4 separate regions of the Mus musculus genome follow, and regions 2, 3 and 4 are each linked to region 1. A link is a contact called in public HiChIP or PLAC-seq data. All regions are on one chromosome and are shown on one strand. Each heading gives the region's core, a stretch centred on a gene start, on an enhancer-like site or on the middle of the called end of the contact. The rest is flanking DNA. Distances are from core to core; before and after follow the strand shown. Region 1 holds the start of Rasgef1a (RasGEF domain family, member 1A). Region 2 holds the start of Zfp9 (zinc finger protein 9). Region 3 holds the start of Zfp248 (zinc finger protein 248). Region 4 has its middle 42 kb from the start of Gm30498.

Region 1 (3,352 bases), core at 346-2,845:
GTGGATTGATGCATATATGCATGCTGAGGTCAGACTTGTGACAGACAGCTTCATCCATGTCTGCCAGAGATGGGACTAGATAGGCTCCCTGGGGAAAGCTTGCTCTGGAGCAGGTGGCAACTGGCTTGTTAACTGTGCATGTGGGAGAAATGCCATCACCCTCTTAGGACCCAGGTGTCCTAGAGGGTCAAGGAACAGGGCTAAAGAAGGCAGGGACAGGTAACTTCCTAGAAGTAGAACTCCAGTTTTGTTTCTCTTGGTATTAGAAGAGCAGTCTGAAGGAATGACCTGAGCCTAGCAAGGGCCCAGCACCCGAGGGTCTAGGTGGGTCTTGACAAGATTCGCCAGCAGAGGTCACTGTGAGCTTTGCATCCCCTGGAACAAGATGCAGGGCTGGAAGAGGGGGGCCCTGTGTGAAAGCTGATGCACCCTCCTCCCCGCCATCTGTGGAGCTGTTCCAGGAGGGAATAAATACTATGGGCTCTGAGACCCCTGAGAAGAAAGGTGGGGTCCAGCGACAGTGCGAGCTGGTAGAGACGTCAGGGGAGGCAGAGCCCAGAGGGCCTGGGTCCTCCTAGGAGACAAGGGAATGAGCCCAACATTCAGAGTTCCACAAGACTGAACTAACTACCCAAGAGTCTGTCTGCTGATGGATCTTTGTGCTAAGAGAGCTGATGGAGAAAGAGGGGAAGGGAGATGGCAGGAGAGAAGTGTGCTCCCTCAGGCCGCTGGGCAGAGATCAGACAGGGTGGGGTAAAGTCCGGGTCATCAGTCTCCATTAGGGACCATGGCTTGCTTGTGTGCTCTCATAGGATTGTTTAATCCCCCCTGGGCATCCTCTGCCCCGTCTATGGTCTATGGTTCCAGCTGAGAGCAGCTTTGACTCCTAGAACCTGGCCCAGCTCTCTCTGCCCTCCCAGCCTCTATCTGCTTCCTTAGTTTCAGATCCCCAGAGAGGGCATTCTTCATTTCAGCCCACCGCTGCCATCTAAACTCTAAGAGCTGGAGCTGCGGTGGGAGGCACCTGACAGGATTCTTTCCTAGTGCAGGGAGTGGGGTGGGGGTGGGGGTGAGGTGAGATAGATCCTCAGAGACAGGCACCAGGCATATCCCTTACTCGGATTAGCCCTTCCACGACAGCAGCTGCTGTATCCCTGGCGTTCTGGGGATGATAGAAGGACTGAGGATTCAAGACACTTCAGACTACAGCTGTGTGGAGCGAGCGCCCGCCCGGCAGGGGAAGCATCTGAACTAAGCGCTGCTTGGGCACCTGCGGTAGCTCTGTAGCGTTCAGTCTCCAAGGAGGAGTCTGGGACCCTTCCTGGCCCTCCCCTCCCCTCCCCTCCCCTCTCCTTCCTGGACTTCACCAGCAAGACGACCCACCCCGCCCAGAGCCCAGAGCCTTGACCCTTACGCCATTCCCAAACCTAGCACCACAAACCCTGCGGGTGCTCACGCCTCACTGTGCCTCGCCCTGTCCCTTGCTAGTGCTCCTCCCAGGGTCTTGTTCACGAGGCTCGCCAGCCCCGCCCCGGGCGGGAGGTGGCTGGGTCACGGGAGGGAAGTCCCCGGGCTTGGGCGGCACTGGCTCAGCCCCGGAGGGTAGTCGGGCTTCTACACCGCCTGCGGGTCCGGTAGCGGGAGCTGTAGCCAGGATGTTTCTGGAGCCCCAGGTAGGGTTGTGGCAGTGCGGGACTGCGGGTTAGGAGCACTCCAGGGCAGTGTCTTGACCACAGCAGGACCGCAAGGTTAAGGTTTCTGTGCCCCAGAGCTTGGGAAGCGCGGCCAGGAGGGTGCTCGCCCCCAGGACAACCAGGGCAACTCTCTCTCCTGTCCCTGCCCGGACACCTGCCGCCACTTGGGCCTCGCCCAAGGTGCAGCTGCTGCCTTCCTAGCCTCTGCTGACACCAGCGGCTCCGCTGTAAAGCGCCACTTGAAAACCTGCAGGGGGTGGGGGTGGGGTGGGGTGTTTCGCAGCAGGGTCCGGGTGCGGCAGAAGAGAAAGCAAAGGGCTGTCCTGGACAGAGCAGACTTGTAAAAAGCAGTGGCGATCTTGGAATTTCCCCTATCCTTGGGCTCAGAACCACTGTTTACTCCATAAGTGCTTGGAGTGGGGGCGGTCTGTGATGGAGTGGTTGATCATGTGGGAGGTGTGCGCTTGTATGTGCGATGTGTGGGCGGGAGAGAGGACGTGTTTATATATGGGAGGCTTAAGTGAGAGCCGTTAAGAGGAGGCAGGTGTGGGGGCAAGGCTGTGCCTGTGCATTCTCAAATGTCATGTGTTTAAAGAGAAGAGTGCCTAGTGAGGGGAAGGCTGAGAATCTCCCTAAAATTAACCCTGGGCCTGAGCCACCACTGCACCTTTCTAGCTGTTTTGAGCCATAGTGGGCAGTGGGATTCAGGAGCAGTACACAGACCTGTCTAGACCAGACCCAGTGCAGACCATTGATTTGGAAGAGTGGAGATGAGGAGCCAACATTAATGGGCTGAAGATGTAGGACAGACAATGCACATTTATTAAGCACCTGCTATGCGCTGGCACTGTGGTTTGCAGAGAACTAAGCAGGCAACAGTTCTTATCCTCACAGAGCTCATCTGGGTGCCAGAAAATCATTGGTTCTTAACCTGTGGGTCAAGACCCCTTGGGGTTAAACGACCCTTTCAAGGGGTTGCCTCTCAGATAGCCTGCATGTCAGATATTTACATTATAATTCATAGCAGTAGCAAAATTATACTTATGAAGTATCAGCGAAATACATTTTATGGCTGGGGCTCAGCACAACACGAAGAACAGCATTAAAGGGTCGCAACATTAGGAAGGTTGAGCACCTCCACAGTGAGTAATATACAGACTAAGTTACATGGCAGAAAGGACTAAAGATGAACGTAGAGGAGTAGCCCACAGCAGGAGTGCATCAGGAAGGATGATTCTGGTATCATGCAGACGTAAAACGATGCTCAGCTCCGGTGACTGTTTCCTCTGCTAATACCCATCCTGCGTCACTCTGCTGTGCCACCTACTTTTTGCTGGGGAACAGGTTGACAGGGTCCTAGGACAGGAAGGGGCCCTACATTGGCACCTCAGTTCTAGCTCATTGACACACATCATTCTACTAACCACCAGGGGGCTACACAGCCTGCCCCGGTCTCCCCAGGGATGTGTGGCACACTTGGGCTTAGCGAGCTGACTACCAGTGTGGGGTGATGTTTGTGCCTTTGTCAGGGTAGCCAGAAGAGGCGTCAGAGATGTCCTGTGGGTGTAAGGACCCCACTGAAGAAGAGTGAGAAAGAACTAGGTGAGTGGGAACATTTAAGGAAGACAGGGCAGGCCTGGGTGGGGAAGCCATCTGTG
Region 2 (3,352 bases), core at 632-3,131, 410 kb after region 1:
CCTAGGAAATCATAGGCCACAGCTCCAGGTCTCCTGTGAGAAAGTTAGAGACAGCATTTTAGTACTGTATACTGAGAAGCTGTCCTGACCCAATCAGAGGGACCAGGATGAAGTACTACTGGCCTCTCTATTGAGCCTTCTCCCCATCCTGATGAGCCTGGGGCGTGTTTGTCTTTGACTAAATCTAAACATTTCTACTGTCTGTTTGAAAAGCATCTGTCTGCTTACTGACTAAGATAAAAGCACCCAACCTGTAAACACCAAAGAACAGATTCATTTCAAAGGAACTGTAACATATGCAAACAGGGGACCTTGGCTGTTTATATTGGAAGTAACATTTTTTTTCTGTTAATATTACATTCCTCCAAAGCTAGAAAGTCATCTTAAAGCTTTCAAATACCAGGCATTTCTTCTCCCTAAATTACAGTTTCTCAAAGCAAAAAGAAAACGGAGCACTTCTTCAAGAACCTTACATGTGATCCATTTTCTCTTATATATGATTCCTTTTGGTTCTGTTGCTATGTCTGCTACCGGCATTGGGACTTAGTTTCAATGCTATTATTCTTAAAGTGAAAGGAATTAAATCATGGTGAATAACCCTCTGTGCAGCCTCCGGTCAAGCCTTGACAGCCACACAACAGGTTTAGATCCCTGTAATTGACTGGCCTCTCAAAACAGGCTGAAACAGGGGGGTGGGGTGAAATTAAATTACATCTTAATGAACTGTTGCATGGCTGCCAAATCTAGCTTTGAAACAAATGAAGCTTTGAAACAAAATTACCTTCAAAAATAGCAATTTGAAGCCACATGGAGTGAGGCACACTTCTAGCCCCAGCACTGTAAAGGCCGAGGCAGGCAGATAGCAAGATTAAGGCTGGTTTAAGCTATAGAACGAGAGCTAGACCAGCTTGGACTACATAGTGAGACATTATTTCAAATAAATACATAAATAAAGTCATTAATTAATTAGACAACAGTTTTAGTACCATATTCCCTAAAAAGGTATATCGTGTATATAGATTAAAAACAAAAACAAACAAACAAAAAACCAAATGCTTAATTCCAGTCAGCCGGGTGCATACCAAAGGCCTAATGTATAAGGCCAGATACAAATGCGCCAATCATCAGCCTTAGGAAATCTCCTTCGTAACAGAGAACACAAATGAACAACAGTTCTCATCTTTTAGATCTGTCTCTGCTGGACGGGGTGGCACACACCTGTAAACCCAGCATCCTGGAGGCTGAGGCAGGAGTTTCAACAGCTCCAAACTAGTCTGGAGCTCCAAGGCCAGATCGACACCCCACCCCCAATCTGTTTTACTTCTATTCCCTTAGAGGGTGAGTGTATATAATTCCCAGATTCTCAGGAAAATTTAATACTGAAAGACCTTTTTTTAAAAAGCAATACTGTACTTCCAAATAACTGTTCAACAGTCTAACAAAGGATAGCTGAGGGATATGGGGAGGGAGAGCCTTAATTAATCTCTCACACTAAGGGATCCAGAGGAGGCTGGAGGAGTTTTAGGAATAGAAGACTCCAGGTATGATCAAGTATGCTTCAAGGCTGTGTCCTCAGCGGCTGCACGGAAAGCAGACGCAGACAGGACTGCGTGGAAGAGACAAGCCCGGCAGAGTTAAACAATAGAGGATTACGACCACCCGCAGGTACTGGGTAAACCAAACAGCCTCTGTGAACAGCTTTGAGGGGCCCAGATGAAAGGACCTGGCTCTGCTGGAAAAGCAGCAGCCCGCCCTGCTTGTTCCACAGCACTCTGCAAGACTGCCCTGCTCCGTGCGCCCTGAGCGATTCTCACCTCGGTGACAGCGGCCTCCGCTGCAGATGCCCGGGGATGGCTGAGAAGCGGGAGGACGCCGACGTGGCGGGAGGACAAGGCGAGTGGGTGCCACGTCACCCGGGCGGTGGCTCAGACCCGCCTGCCTCCCGCTGATGTCCCCTCCTCTCCCCTCCCCTTCCCTCCCCTCCCCTCCCCTCCTCAGCCCGCCCAGCGCGCTCCTCCCGCCGCCGCCCCACAGGATCGCGTGCTCGCTCGCCCGCCCGCCCGCCGCAATCGGAGAACCCCTCAAATCGGGGGATGCCGCGGGGCTCGGTGTCCCCCGCAAGACGAAGGACAAAAGTTCCTCAGCTGACAGGCGAGGGCTCTGCCCATGCGCCTAACGGCCCTCCTTTCTGGACTACGCTTTCCAGAAGCCTCCGCGATGACTCCGTGTGTGATCACGTTATGAAGTTTGGCTCTGAGTACCTCACTGTTGAGCGCTGCGCTGCTTCCCTAAGGCCTGATCTTTAAGGGGATGATTGAACAAGCAATGGGCACCCTGCGGAGTTAGACAGAAGGCCGTCAGAGGGTGCGCAGTGTGTACGGTGGGGTAGCTTAAATACTTGAAGTTTACATCCAAGGAGCTTGCAATTTTGTCTTAGGATTACTACCTTTCAAAACTATGTAAACGATAACACGAAACGCGAGAAACTAAAAAAATATGTACAGTATATATAAACCAAAAGAATACACCAAGTAAAGTGCCCTACATGTTAGTCCCCGCCTCCCCCTGGCCAAATTTTTAAAGTTGTATCCTACCGATGCAGAATGCCATTCTTATCCTCTCACTAAGAACGATGTCCTGAATATGTAAAACAACTTGTATATGTCCTTGGCCATAACTTTAGTCCGCACTGTACTAACCTTAGAAATATGGAAATATTACATTCTTCATACGAAAGTTACAATTTTTACACATAAATGTATACATATAGCATATATGGTGCCAGAGCTTTTAAGATCAACGACTGAGCCCCGGGCAGCCATAAGGACTCAGACTCATTGACTGGTCCTCAAAAGGCCAACTTAAGAGACAAGGGGACCAAACAGCCTGCAAGGTTCAGGATAAAGGTATTGTTGGCACAGAAACACAGCTCTTGCCTCTAAGGGGATAACTCTAAGGGGTTATTGTGAACTGAACATAATGATGGTCCTGGAACATAGACTTAGGGCACCCCAAATTTCCTTTTCCAACGTGCAAGCTGCTTCCCGGGGCTGTTTTATTTTGTGTATATGGGTTTGGGCCTGCATGTCTGTGTATCATGTGGGAGACATGCATGATGAAGCCAGAAGGGGGCATCTGATCCCTTGGAACTGGAGTGACGATCAGTCGTGAGCCATAATGTGGCACTGGGAAATGAACCCCTGGTCCTCTGGAAGTGGACCCAGCACTCGTCACCTCTGCCCCATCTCTTTGGTCCCTTCACAGAGCCTTCAGAGTAATAGAACAGAAGAAGTCATCAATGAGGACACTCACACACACTGGCGGAAACAATAGATGGGCAGGGTAAAACCAA
Region 3 (3,352 bases), core at 435-2,934, 390 kb after region 1:
AATAAATAAGCCAAAAAAACTCACCTGGGATTTGTTCATTTTCTGCTCTGAGTGGAGGAGGGAAAGCTGAGGGAGAAGGAAGAATGATGTCAGCAGAGACTTGGCCTGCCCTGCATGCAGCCACAAGCAAGGTGTTACTTCTTCAGGTGTGGCTCTAACATAAGTTGAGTTTAGATCCTTTGCACTGAATGAATGCAAACGCTTGTTTTCCCTTAGCACCCAACTTACAGGAGAATTAAAAACATGAGACAATCTTTTTAATTCAGCAAATGATAATCTAAAGGAGGAAAGGCTATGGGCTTGTCCGGACTGATGATCAAGGAAAATGAGGGAGTGCGGAGACAGCGGTGGGAATCAGGAGGTTTTGTTAAATCTAACACCATTAATCCCTTGAAGTCAGGTAAGTCAAGGAAATGAACGGGGCTTTTAAGGCAAGATAAAAATTTCAAAATGTATTTGCTTACATTCCAAGTTGCTTGCTTACAATTCTCAAAACGATCGCTTGATAAGAAACTTGCACCTCAAAGAGACAAAATATACAGCCATCTGCAGGCCCCGGTTGTGTCACTAAAAACCTGCAAGATGTTGAGATTCTCAGGACCCACCTACACTACTGTCCGATGGAAACATATGGCCATAATAGCAAGCGTGTCCCTACATGCCACCTTCACATGAGTCAAGAGTCTAAGGGACCGCCTCTCCACAGTTAACCAGGTAGGAGGGATGCATAAGATGTGGAGGTAGGGGCAGTGATAGCAATTCCGGACCTGTGAGCCTTTCACTCCCAATCGTTTTCCAAGAACTAGCATTCCATGTGCAGCCTGTATGCACCCATCTCTCTCAACTCCAGCTCACCTCTCTCCTTAAACTTGTCCCAGACTTTCGGCGAGCACACAGTCTTCCATGGTTTCAGGACACTGTCATTTTCACAAAACACATGAGCGAGAACCAAATTCAGAACTGGGATCCCGGGTGTGTGAGGGGGCAGGAGGTTTGGTGGCTAGCTAACCACTTTCCTCTTCCACTCCAAACACTGCGCCCTAGGGACCAGTCCAAAGGCCCCCTGCGAGGGTGGGCTCCCTAGTAGTAGCTTAAAAATAAAAAAAAAAAAGAAAAAGAAAAAAGAAAAGAAAAGAAAATTGCAGCAAGTATTCGTAATAGTCACACTGTGCACAAAAGGAAACCGAGTCTCGGGTAGGTTATTCTGTCCCAGTAATTCATTCACTCGGGACCTGGCTTACCCGCTCGCCCCCCACATCCCAGCATCTAGCCCCAGCAGCCAGAGAACGGATGCGTCACCGCGTCACGCTCGCGCCATGCGTGAGTCAACTCCTCAGGGTTCCGCCCAACCACCCCGCATCTTCCCCGCCTAGTGGGCAAAATGCGCAGGCGTAGCACGAGCTAGAGGCCCTAGATTAGCTCTGCAGAAGTGCGGGACTATCCGGATCCCGCAAGCCCGAGCCATGGAGTCCCAGCGCACCCCGGCGTTTCCCCATACAGCCCTCCACCCCGCTGGTCCCTGGTTGCTGCCAACAGCGACCAGGATGGCCCGAGCTCCCAGAACCCTCCGCCCTTGATGCTGTCTAAGGCTCACCCGCCGCTCCTGCAGTGCACCGTGCCGAAGGCCAGGAGTTGTTTCCCAGGAGGTACGCGAGGCCACGGATGGACCAGGAGCAGGACTGCAGTTTGCGCATGCGCAGAGGAAGGGGCGGTGCGCCCAACGGTGCTCGTAGTGGGGTCTCCACGTCCAGTGTTGGAAGAAGGACTGTTGCCTGGAAAACGGAGTCAGCTCCTGTCTCACTCTGTATTGTAAAATGATGCTGTTGAAGGCGTCTAGAAACCAGGGTTACTTTATGTAAGAAGTAAAGGTGTTTGCAGTGTAAACACGACCTTGTCAGACTCATTTCCCAGGATGGGACTTTCTGGTACACCGCGACAGTTTTCTGTATCTTTATTCTATCTAGCGCCAGCCTTCTGTCACTACCCTGGGGACTGGGGATCAAATTAATATATTTTCTACACTCAAAAAGAAGGAAAGATGTGTTAAAAATTATGTTGGAATGTCAACTGGTGTTGGAATAGTTCAGGACTTGGTCACTTTGCTGAGATTTCATAGGCGTGGCTTCCCTGTCCTAGCTACAAGACACAATCTCACATCAGACTTCCCTATCCTCTGGCTCTTAAAATCTCTACCAGGTCTTCTGCAGCATTGCTCGAGCCTTAGGTGGAGGAGTGTTATATCAGTTGGGCTGAGAACTCTTCCCTCAGTTGCTCACTGTATTTTGACAAGGTGTGTCCTTCGGTAATGGTCTCTAACTGCTGTAAAAAGAATGTCTTTGTTAAGGGATGAGAGCTACGCTTACCTGTGGGTATAATGATACGTATAGGGAATGTAGTTATGAATTGTGCTACTTTGGGACAGTGGCAGTGGTAGGGTTTCCTATAAGATTCATGATCTCACTAGCCTCGTGCTATAGGCCTCGCTTCTCTCCTGGCATCCCAAGATGAAGAATTGCAGACAATCAGCAACTACACACACACACACACACACACACACACACACACAGAGAGAGAGAGAGAGAGAGAGAGAGAGAGAGAGAGAGAGAGAGAGAGAGAGAATTAGTCTTCCCCAGGGGTGAGCCCCATGAGTTGTTGTCCAATACCAAGTGGTCAGTCAGTCCCCAAAGGCATACACCTGCAGGCAACACTGAGGGATGCAGAAGTTTCTATTTGTGTGTGTGTGTGTGTGTGTGTGTGTGTGTGTGTGTGTGTGTGTGTAAAAAGAGTGGTTAAAGAAAAAAGGCTGTGGAGAAAGGGGAGTTAGATATAGGGTAGAGGTAGAAGGGAGGACAGGGAAGGGGAAAATTATGTAATATTTTAACTAACTAATTAGTTTGTGAATGTGAAACAAATTTATATAAAATCCTGGAAAGTAGTCTAAACTAAAAGATCATCATCATGAATATTCTCTGGATAAAAGAGAGAGAAGCCACAACCCTAGTGCTGAATAGCATTAAAAGGATAGCTGCTTCTGCTGGGCCAGGCTGACCATCCCCAGAAAGATGTTGGTCTCTCGCTACATAGACAGTTCAAGGCCCACATGGGCTGCATGAACCTCAAATCTTAGGGGGAAAACAGATCAACATAGTGTTCACACATATTTAACTCAAGTGAGCAGATGATGTCTCTGAGGAACACTTATTATGAAAAGAAGTAAACTATAGGATTTATTCAACTCTCCCTTCTCCAGTGATTTTTCTATTTTTGCTCCAGGAACAAATCCAAAAATACCAGAAGTCCCTGAAGGCACCAAGCCTTCTTAGTCTCTCCCAGTTCATAATGGCTTCTCCAT
Region 4 (3,352 bases), core at 564-3,063, 280 kb after region 1:
AAACCCTAAGACACGCTGCGTGTCTACTATTCTCACACACAACTGATACACTTCCCCTCTTATTCCTATGTTCCCGGTCCCCCTTCTCTCTTCCCTATTGCTTCTTTTTGTTGTTCATAACCTTCCACAGCTTAAGAATCTCTAAAATCTGTGAACCCTGACAGAACCCGCTTTCCTTCCAGCTACTCTTCCGGTCCTGATTTTTTGGCGTTGATATATTAAAGTACCTCTTCATTCTTACACTCTAACCTCAGTAATCCAGACTCTAGTTAACACCACACCGCACTTGTTTATCTTTCAGCACTCTCTGAAGCTGGCATTGCTGTGCTGTGTTGTTACTGGCTACTCTGATGTTGGAGTCATGGGCACATCCAGCTGCTCTGGCTGCTCCTGTGGCCAACACGGAGATCATCTTAACTGAAGACCTAACTTCTGAGCCACAAACCTCAACTCTGCTACAACTCAGCCTCACCTTCAACTGGAAGGATTCAACTGATCAATGAAACCCGAGCAAAGAAATAACCTGCACAGATACATCCCAGTGTGATAATAAGAAACAGGAAATATCAATACACCGTGACGTCTCCAAAATTTATTGGTACCACGGTAATGTCTTCTAACGAACTGGAAATCCCAAAGAACTTGGAAGAGTGATCGTTAAGTACATGCAAAGGAGTCAAAGAAGACAAACTCCTGAATGAATTCCAGGAGAAAACAAATGAAGTCAATGCCAGATGATAGGGGAGTTCCACCACGAGACAGACTCATCGTAGAAGAACCAATGTGAAACCCAGGGAATGAAAACCCAGGAATGGAAATAAAAGCTATGAGGAAAGGAAGCCAGCACAGCTGAGATGGAGACATGGTGGACAGTGTGACAGTCAAACAAGGGTAAAGGTGAATTCATAACTAATGGTACTTTCAAGATATATAGCACACCATTAAAAAAAATCTACAATTCACAGCCATCAGAAGACACAAGTTGCATTCAAAAGGGGTGGAAAAGAGTTTCGGCAAGGTCATGGCTTTCATTTTTAAAAAGTCAAAGAAAGAGATACTATTCCCGGTACAGAAGGCCTCTAGATTGCACCAAACAGCCTCCCTTGGCCATAGTGTTGCTGATGCTAAATACACAGAACAATATTCTCTCTTGGCAGCAGCAAGAGAGAGCCATGGAGCTGTGCATGGCGACAGACCCCAGACTCACAGCACCTGTCAACAGACATGTGGAAAGAAAGGAGGGCTTGGAGGCAAGGATTCACTTCCAATTCTGAAAGACAACACCTAGACAGGGTTCTGGTAAGATGACAGACCAGAGGCTGCCTCAGTGTGAGTTAGTGAAAGAGTCAAAATGAGAAGAAAAACAAGAATACAGAGGACTGATCCAAATGGAAGGATACAAAACCATAAATATGCAATCTGTAAAACGAGGGAGCAGATGACGGGTATGAATGTGAAGAACTCCTTGGCAGCAGCGCCAGAAGGTGGATTCTGGCTAAGAGACAAGCTCTGCTAAGAAGTGCAAGGCCCAGGTGTCTGGGGCCCTCTGTCAGGATTCTCTGTGCTCTAAGGCTTCACCTGCTGGGGCCCAAGTCAAAGGCAGAGCTGCCTCCAGCAGGACTTCAGCAAGCGCCAGGGATTTGAAATTGAGAGTTCTCCAATACCCACAACACCACCCCGTCATACCGCAGAGAAAATGATCAGACCTGGGCACCGCAGGAATGGACCCTCCTGCAACAGGAGAGCTCTCGGGACCTCCAAGGTGAAGGGCAGTCTTCAGCACCCACGCACACAGCTCCGGAGAAAGGGCGAGAGATCTGCTCACTACACAGCCACATCCCTTCGCCTCCGTTTTGGCCCTGTGGAGCAAGAACCACAGGAAGTACAGGGCAGAACCATAAATGTGTTGTTTCTCTCAGATCAAAGCCACAGACCCCAGACACACAAACTGTGGGGATTGTGGTAAGGAAGTCGGAAGCTGAGGCTCGCTGAGCCTCCCGGGGGTGGGGGTGGGGGGGAGCAGGGGGGAAGTGTATGGGACTCCATGCGCTGTCCTGATGGTCAGAACTAATGAAGATACAAGGGGTGGACTCGTCCCCAACCAGGAAGAGCTGACAGAGAATATGATACTTATTGCAGTTTATTAGCTATTTCATTTTACCAGTCATTTGTGCTTATATGTTTCTATTCTTTAACCTTTTATTTTAATGTTCAGTTTTTATATACATATATATTTTGTTTAATGTTTTTAATTTTTTAAGCTTTTTAATTTTAAGAATTATTTATCTTTTCCCTTAGTATGTACATTTTTGCCTTTTAAATGTTCGATTGATCCTCTTGTAACTTGTATTGGTTTGTGAGACATCCAACCCTTTTTCCCAACCTGATAAATAGTATCTTCTCTCCTGCCAAGGTACTAACACTGGGAGTGCTGTCAAACTGTCACTTTTGTTACTGCAGTTGACTTCTGTCATAAGTAGAAATGCAAGGGAAGACAACGCCACCCGGAGGACTCACAGTGAATAAAACAAAGGAAAGTTGTGAGGTCTCTGGACTTCTGGTTGTGGGTGGTATCTTCTATAGGTGATAAGAAAGTTCAGCTGTGAAGTCTAGAGGTGGTCCTGGGTCAGCCACAGCACCAGCTGACATTCCAGTGCGGATGGGGGAAACCTCACAAGGCCCCACCCCTACCTAGATGTTAGCTGCTCAGAGAGGGGGAATCAGGAGACACACCTCTTTACAGGCTATCCATCCCAAGTGGTCAGCCCTAAACACGTACACAGATGAGCGACACTAAACGCATGTGACAGCTTTTATATATATATGTGTGTGTGTGTGTGTGTATATATATATATATATATATATATATATATATATATATTGTGTGTGTGTGTTGCATAAGTATGCAACAGTAATAATTGAAGTCAAAAGTTTGAGAGGAAATAGGGTGAGGGGTCATAGTGAAGTTGAGGGGTATGAAATAGGAGTCAAAATTAGATAAATACAGTAATTATGTCCAAAATTCAAAATTTTAAAAATTGGAATAATGAGCAAAAGCTATAAATTAGGAGACACATGCTTCCCAACAGACGTTCAAAACACAACAAAGACCTAAACACACACACACACAAACCAACAAGACAGCACTCATGAGAAGCCACAAGGCACCTGCATCCCAAGGCTGGGAACAAGGCCGATGGTAACTACACAAATGCCAGGGAAAGATTTCAGAGTCTCAATTTTTAAAAAGTTCAAAGGCCAAGCAGACATCTCAAATAAACAGAAAATGAATTTAATGTGAGATCTGCCCCACGTGGGCTGGTCCATGGAGTGAAGTCAGTTTCCAGTTTAT

Evidence for each region. HiChIP or PLAC-seq counts read pairs in DNA pulled down with a chosen protein or histone mark.
Region 2: an HNF4G HiChIP or PLAC-seq map of pancreatic cancer cells shows a contact between it and region 1. The contact joins the promoter of Zfp9 here to the promoter of Rasgef1a in region 1. A contact is called at or near these places in 1 of 484 Hi-C or Micro-C datasets (embryonic stem cells) and 2 of 115 datasets of contacts at active chromatin or transcription factors (embryonic stem cells and pancreatic cancer cells).
Region 3: a contact with region 1 is called in a FOXA1 HiChIP or PLAC-seq map of pancreatic cancer cells. The contact joins the promoter of Zfp248 here to the promoter of Rasgef1a in region 1. A contact is called at or near these places in 1 of 484 Hi-C or Micro-C datasets (embryonic stem cells) and 4 of 115 datasets of contacts at active chromatin or transcription factors (the 230-238 cell line, embryonic stem cells and pancreatic cancer cells).
Region 4: a contact with region 1 is called in an H3K4me3 HiChIP or PLAC-seq map of the 230-238 cell line, with 6 times the contacts expected there. The contact joins the enhancer-like site here to the promoter of Rasgef1a in region 1. A contact is called at or near these places in 1 of 484 Hi-C or Micro-C datasets (the G1E-ER4 cell line), 7 of 115 datasets of contacts at active chromatin or transcription factors (the 230-238 cell line, bone marrow-derived macrophages, embryonic stem cells and 1 more) and 2 of 9 other capture datasets (adipose tissue and liver).

The regions. Positions count from the first base shown.
Region 1 is chr6:118,064,790-118,068,141 of GRCm38.p6, forward strand. It overlaps Rasgef1a (RasGEF domain family, member 1A), which reads left to right and starts at 1,596. Exons shown (of 13, transcript NM_027526.1): 1 at 1,596-1,673. The coding sequence starts at 1,656.
Region 2 is chr6:118,477,392-118,480,743 of GRCm38.p6, forward strand. It overlaps Zfp9 (zinc finger protein 9), which reads right to left and starts at 1,882. Exons shown (of 6, transcript NM_011763.2): 1 at 1,815-1,882; 2 at 1-33.
Region 3 is chr6:118,453,822-118,457,173 of GRCm38.p6, forward strand. Zfp248 (zinc finger protein 248) reads right to left here and starts at 1,685. Exons shown (of 6, transcript NM_028335.2): 1 at 1,595-1,685; 2 at 856-1,090; 3 at 25-66. The coding sequence starts at 39.
Region 4 is chr6:118,348,643-118,351,994 of GRCm38.p6, forward strand. No RefSeq gene overlaps it. Among named protein-coding and RNA genes, the nearest start is that of Gm30498, 42 kb to the left of the region's middle. Within about 2 kb of position 1,814, at least 24 of the 459 cell types and tissues checked have an H3K27ac peak or open chromatin away from gene starts, as enhancers often do. A contact at or near this core is called in the 230-238 cell line, where this site is marked.